Regions from separate parts of the Mus musculus genome. Here region 1 is linked to region 2. Evidence: chromatin contacts called from public Hi-C data. All regions are on one chromosome and are shown on one strand. Each heading gives the region's core, a stretch centred on a gene start, on an enhancer-like site or on the middle of the called end of the contact. The rest is flanking DNA. Distances are from core to core; before and after follow the strand shown.

Evidence for each region. A called contact is a pair of places that touch in the nucleus more often than the background predicts.
Region 1: a Hi-C map of the C2C12 cell line shows a contact between it and region 2, with 2.8 times the contacts expected there. The contact joins two enhancer-like sites. A contact is called at or near these places in 1 of 39 promoter capture datasets (HPC-7-derived erythroid cells), 1 of 15 datasets of contacts at CTCF or cohesin (pro-B cells), 19 of 484 Hi-C or Micro-C datasets (the C2C12 cell line, CD8 T cells, the HL-1 cell line and 11 more), 10 of 115 datasets of contacts at active chromatin or transcription factors (the 230-238 cell line, CD8 T cells, the HPC-7 cell line and 6 more) and 1 of 9 other capture datasets (embryonic stem cells).

What each region holds. Positions count from the first base shown.
Region 1 is chr12:85,573,241-85,576,406 of GRCm38.p6, reverse strand. The region is part of intron 1 of Gm32348 (a long non-coding RNA gene); the gene reads right to left. Among named protein-coding and RNA genes, the nearest start is that of Gm32348, 5.0 kb to the right of the region's middle. Within about 2 kb of position 1,441, at least 31 of the 459 cell types and tissues checked have an H3K27ac peak or open chromatin away from gene starts, as enhancers often do. A contact at or near this core is called in the C2C12 cell line, the HL-1 cell line, the HPC-7 cell line and 1 more, where this site is marked.
Region 2 is chr12:85,495,711-85,498,442 of GRCm38.p6, reverse strand. No RefSeq gene overlaps it. Among named protein-coding and RNA genes, the nearest start is that of Fos, 23 kb to the right of the region's middle. Within about 2 kb of position 1,307, at least 123 of the 459 cell types and tissues checked have an H3K27ac peak or open chromatin away from gene starts, as enhancers often do. A contact at or near this core is called in the C2C12 cell line, the HL-1 cell line, the HPC-7 cell line and 1 more, where this site is marked.

The DNA of each region.
Region 1 (3,166 bases), core at 192-2,691, 78 kb before region 2:
AAGTCCCTCCAAGTTGGGAATGGCCTGCCTGCCAGCCAGCAAGTCCATAAACTAGGGTGTGTTCTGCAGCGTTTGTGTTGGCTGTGAACAATCTTTTTGTGTATTGTTTTTCTTTGAGCGCTGTTGGTTGTGTGTTCATTTGGTTTGAGGTTTTTCTTGATTTTTTTTTCTTTCCTTCTCTACCCCACCCTGGTTCTTGTTGGTTTTTGTCTTTTTCCTCATTCCTGACAAAGTTTTAAAGAGCTGAGGTTTTTTGTGTAAATCACTCTAGGACAAATGAAGTATCCCTGCCCTTCGGGTGTGCTTCTGACAAACTCCTATGCTGTGTTTAATTTGGTCCTGGTCGGCCCCCAAATATCAAGGCTTCTGCAAGCAGATGGCACACTTCCGTACAACAGGAGATACCAGCTATTTCAAAGAACCTCGTTCTGTCCCAGAAGTATCTATAGAAACAAAGGTGTGAGAAAATTCTGACTTTTAGATGGGACTCATGCCTCACATAGACTTTTAACACATTTTATTCAGTGACTAATTTGATGGCAGAGCCAACTAACTGCCTTGGGAACTTTTATTAAAAAGTCTTTTGACAGGGGCTAAGACTACATTGATGACTGAGTGGCAGAATTTATTAGCAGAATATTAGGTCACAGAATCGTTGGGTGAACAGGAGGACAGTAGTGGGAGCCATACCACTAAATATAGCACTCAGCGAGGTCCCAGTGCTGCCAACAAAGCCTAGATCTTGCCTCAACCACACTCCACACTGGATGTCACCACCGCTGTCTCAGGAACTTGAGCTTCCTGCTAAGACTGCCCTGGGCAAGAAGGCTTCCTTTAATTGAACTTGGTTTCGTGTCCTTTCTTAGCAGTAAGAGAGATTGAGAAAATAAATATGCCATTCAAGTTTGTGTTTTGCTCTGGGTCAAAAAATGTTAGATAACTGTAGTGTAAACAAAATACACATTTATTTTGCAAGTGTTAAAAACAAATAGTGCATGGCTGTTCACAATCTGCTCCTTCACTGAGCTATGTGTGTGCACACTGCCAAGAGCCTGCTTGAGATCTGCCACCACACCCATGTCCCAGCCACTGGAAAGAGAATAAGGTTGGATGGGAAATGAGTCCCACACACTCGTGTTTGAACACCTGTATGGTGGTAGTTTTGGTGGTTGTAGAACTTTAAAGAGGTAAGACTTGCATGGCAGAAGTGAGTTGCTAGGGCCCAGGCCTTAAGGGTGAGACTCAGCCTGGCTTCTGGCTAGCCAGGATGGGAGAGATTGTCAGCTCGGCAATCTCTAGTGAGCCACACCTTTTCCATCAAGATGAATTCTACCATCTGAAACCAAAAGCCAAATGAATCCTTCCTCCTCCCGAGATAAGCTCGCACGTATTGGGTTACAGTGAAAAGCTGAGTAATGAACTCACCCACTATCTACTTCCTGGAATGTGTAGACACTGCTTACAGCTCAGTGGTTGACTTGGCCCCTAACAGAGAAAGAGGTCTGAGGAATATGAGCTGTGATCAAGATAGCCAAGCACCCAGCTACAAATTAGAAACTCTTTTATGAAAGAAAAATGGGGTCGCTGAATGTCCCTTCCTTGAGGACTGGCTTTCATAGCACCAGAAAGCAGCATGAAAACTTCCAAAGGAGGGAGGTGACCTAGGCAGCTATGTTGCCTATGAACCACATCAATGACCAGCATGGCCTGATAACCCTACAGGGGCACACATAGTGTGACACACATACCGTGACACACATACCGTGGTGGTAACCAACAGCTCTCAAATTGGACTTACGGCTTGCTTAGCAAGAGGGAGACCATGCCTGGTACTGGAGACCTAGCTAACTACTCAGTCTTGTGAAGTCATGGCTATTGGAGGAGAATCTACAATCGCTAATTTACTAACCCAGCATCCTCCCTAACAACAATCTATAAACGTTTGTCCTTATGTCCGCAGATAAGTGTGGTCTCCACACCAAGGAAACTTCTCTTTGCTACAGATGGCGGCCATTACAGAAAACAACAACCAATCAGCATGCAGAATGGCCCAGTCCCAGTGGATACGTCTACAAAACATTCTTGCACGTAAAGCTCAGGGAACCTTGAAGACGAAGAGGGGGAAAGATTGTCAGAGCCAGAGGACCAGAGTTTACTGTGAGATTGTGTCTCCTAGCAACATCCGAAGCCCTCAAGCCATAAAATCTCACCAGCGGGGCTACCCACATGTAAGCCAAACAAGGAGGACACCAGTGGGCATGCCACAGTAGATGGAGAAAAGCCCATGAGGCCTCAGTGCTAAACAAGGAACTCTAAGCAACTCGGGAAAGGTGGGAGCAGGAGAGGTGGTCCTCCCCAAAGAAGAGCACACCAACTGGATGACCAGTGTCAAGTGGGCACCCCTGAAAACATGCATTTGAGTGACATGATAGGATCTGAGCTGGTTATATTTAGGAATACACATACATGCAATAATAAAAAAAGAGGCCATGAGTTTGCAGGCCAGTGGAGAGGTGTGTACAGAAGGCTTCAGAGGGGGAAAGGGAAGGCAGAAATGTAATTATACTGTAATCTCAAAAGTAAAATGAAACAAGCTTTTTGGTTTTTTGAGACAGGGTTTCTCTGTGTAGCCCTGGCTGTCCTGGAACTCACTTTGTAGACCAGGCTGGCCTCGAACTCAGAAATCCGCCTGCCTCTGTCTCCCGAGTACTAGGATTAAAGGCGTGTGCCACCACGCCCGGCTGAAACAAACTTTTAAAGGGATTGAAAAATGGGAGGATGGGATCAGAGGAGGCAGTGACAGAGTCTTTCTTGGAAAGTTCTTAGCATGTCTGTCTTTGGTTCCAGGATACGAGCTCTATTGCCTGTCAAGGATCAGGAAAGCGTGGGTGAGGAGGGAAGGCCACCCTCCAAACAGGACACAGTTTAGTAACACGTAGTTACTAAGCATTACAGTTTAGATCTTAAATATCCCCCAAAGACCAATATGCATAGGGGCCTTGATTGGCCAACAGCCACCAACATGTGACGTTCTTGGGAAGTCCTAGAACCTTTAGGAAATGGTGGACCTTTTAGGACCTGGTAGAAAGCTGTTAGGTCATTGTGTGTTCCCTTGAAGGCTGTTGGGACCCTCAACTCCTCCCTCTCCTCTTTCTCTCTTTGGTTC
Region 2 (2,732 bases), core at 58-2,557:
CACACACACACACACACACACACACACACACACACACACACACACACACACACACACACACACACACACTTCTGTGATTCTTTTGCCCAGAAAGCCAACACAGCCGTGAATCCTCTCTCCTCGGAAGGCCTTCCAGCTTCTCCACACCCCTCCTTGGTGCTGTAGCTGCTACGGGCTCTCCTGCCAGGGTCTCCCTCAACCTCCAACCCCTAGGCTTCCTGCCAGCTCCTGTGTGAAGAAGGTGCACTCTCTGAAAGTGGCAAAGCCCTCCCTGTGGTTTCTATTACTTAAAGAAACCCAGTCTCCCCTGGGCACCAGCGCTGCCTTCCTCCTGGGGTTCCCCCAACTGGCTCAGCTGTCCACTGGTAAATGAACAAACTATCTCCAGGCAACAGCCTGGCCTACAGCCGGTGACTGGTGACGCCACGCCTGATGTTCCCCTCAGCCTCACCCAAGTCTGTTTGGGCTCAGCTGTCTGCAAGGTTTTCTTTTGCTTGTCAGTTTGGGAGAGATCTTTTGCTGATTGGCTGTGGTGGGGATGGGGTGGGGCGCTGAGGTCAGAAGCCCTGAATTCAGGGAAGGCAGCTATCTCCCTGCCTGGAATTTTTTTGGCTCCCTGGAGATTTCCCCAGCATGGTAATAATATCTCCAAGAGCCAGTGTGATGACACATGGTAACCCCTCGGGCAAAGTGGAAGCCACAAAGCCAGTGGGGCATCAAATAATTCACTAATGCTCTGACCCTATGCTCAGCTCCAATCCAGAATCCTACTTACTATTAAGCTGAGTGAGCTTCAAGGATGCCACAGACATGACTAAAGGCCAGCCTGCTGTTTAATGAAACTAAAGAAGCATTTCAGAAGTTGGCGAAGGGAATGAGAGATACCAAAGGCTGCAAGAGAAGAATAAGGAAGGGGTGGTGAACTCTGGCCAACAGGAACTGCGTGAGAGCAAAGAGCAGGAAGTTCCGGTGTGTGTGGTTGCATAGGACAGAGACTGTAGGGAACGGTGGTATTGTGGGAATGGGGATGTAGCTCAGTGATAGAGCACTTGCTTCACATGTACAAAATCCTGGGTTCTCTCCTCGGTACCATAAATAAATAATAAATAAGTAAATGAAAATTATAGCAAAAATAAGAATGTATGATATATTTCAAAAGGCTAAAAGAACCTTGAAGATATGGGCGGGGGGGGGGGGGGACGGAGACGGAGTTCGAGACAGGGTTTCTCTGTGTAGCCCTGGCTGTCCTGGAACTCACTCTGTAGACCAGGCTGGCCTGGAACAAGTGCTGGGATTAAAGGCATGCGCCACCACTGCCTGGCAACCTTGAAGGTTTTTAACATAAAGAAACAATCAGTGGACCTGGCTGGACAGCTCAGCAGGTGAGGGTGCTTGCCACCAAGTCTGACAACCCAAGTTCGAGGCCCAGAACCCACACAGTGGAAGGATGGACGGTTCTCAATGCACAAGGCAGATAGCAGAGTTCGGGTCAATCCTTGTCTCGCTGAAGAGCGCCCTCTGCTGGTAGTATCTCCCCGGTTAGTTTGTAAAGGGATTTGTAGACTTATGGTTGGCTGCTCCCCATTACAGGCACTCTGAGGGACCTGGCCCTAGAATGACTACCTGAATAGACACATGTTCCCCCACTAATGCTAAGTTGACAGCCATTTGAGCATCAAATGCATCAAGGAGAGCTATAAACTATCTACTGAAGAATTAGGGCAAGATTGCCTAGCTCAAGGAAATGAAGACTCCCCCCCCCCAAAAAACACTGGCTTAAGCCAAAACCCCACACCCTGGCCCTGACCCTGGCCCTCTGCTTCCGGTCTTGAGTCCCTCCCCTTGGGGTATCTCCTGGTCTCCTAGACAAGCTGATGTCATCCACACATACAAACCTTATAATTCCCAAGGCCTTTCCCCAATGAGTCATCTCTGCCGTTACCCTCTCTTCAAAACCTTCTCCCTGTCTCCCCCTCCTCCCCAAGACAGGCCAGCCTCCCTGGCTACCCAGCAGTCAGTCCTCATTCGAAGACCACGGGTCCAAGTCTCTGATCGGCCACCTACCAGTTGTGTGGTGTAAGGAAAGAGACATTACCGTCATCTCACGGAGATCTGGGTGTTCTGCACTTCACAGAACACGTGGGGAGCATGGGACATATAGAATACCTCCAGCCCACTTAGGTCTTGGTTGCTTACCTGACAGAATGTGGGCAGGCCAACAAGGCAGACTGTACTCAATGCATTGAGAGCATCTTGGAAGTGTCACAGACGAGCATAGCCAGTGGAAAGAGTGAGGGATTTTTCAGGAAATGTTTACAATTGTTTTTATTTATTTTAAAAATCACAAGGATAAAAAAAAAAAAACTTTGGGGCTGGAGAGATGGCTCAGCAGTTAAGAGCACTGACTGCTCTTCCAAAGGTCCTGAGTTCAAATTCCAGCAACCACATGGAGATCCAAAATGAGATCTGACGTCCTCTTCTGGTGTGTCTGAAGACAGCTACAGTGTACTAATATAATAATAGATAAATAATAATAAATAAATCTTAAAAAAGCAAACAAACAAACTTTGCCAGGCGGTGGTGGTGGTGGCATACGCCTTTAATCCCAGCACTTGGGAGGCAGATGCAGGTGGATTTCTGAGTTTGAGGCCAGCCTGGTCTACAAAGTGAGTTCCAGAACAGCCAGGGCTATACTGGGAAACCCTGTCTCAAAAGAACAAAAAGAAAAATCT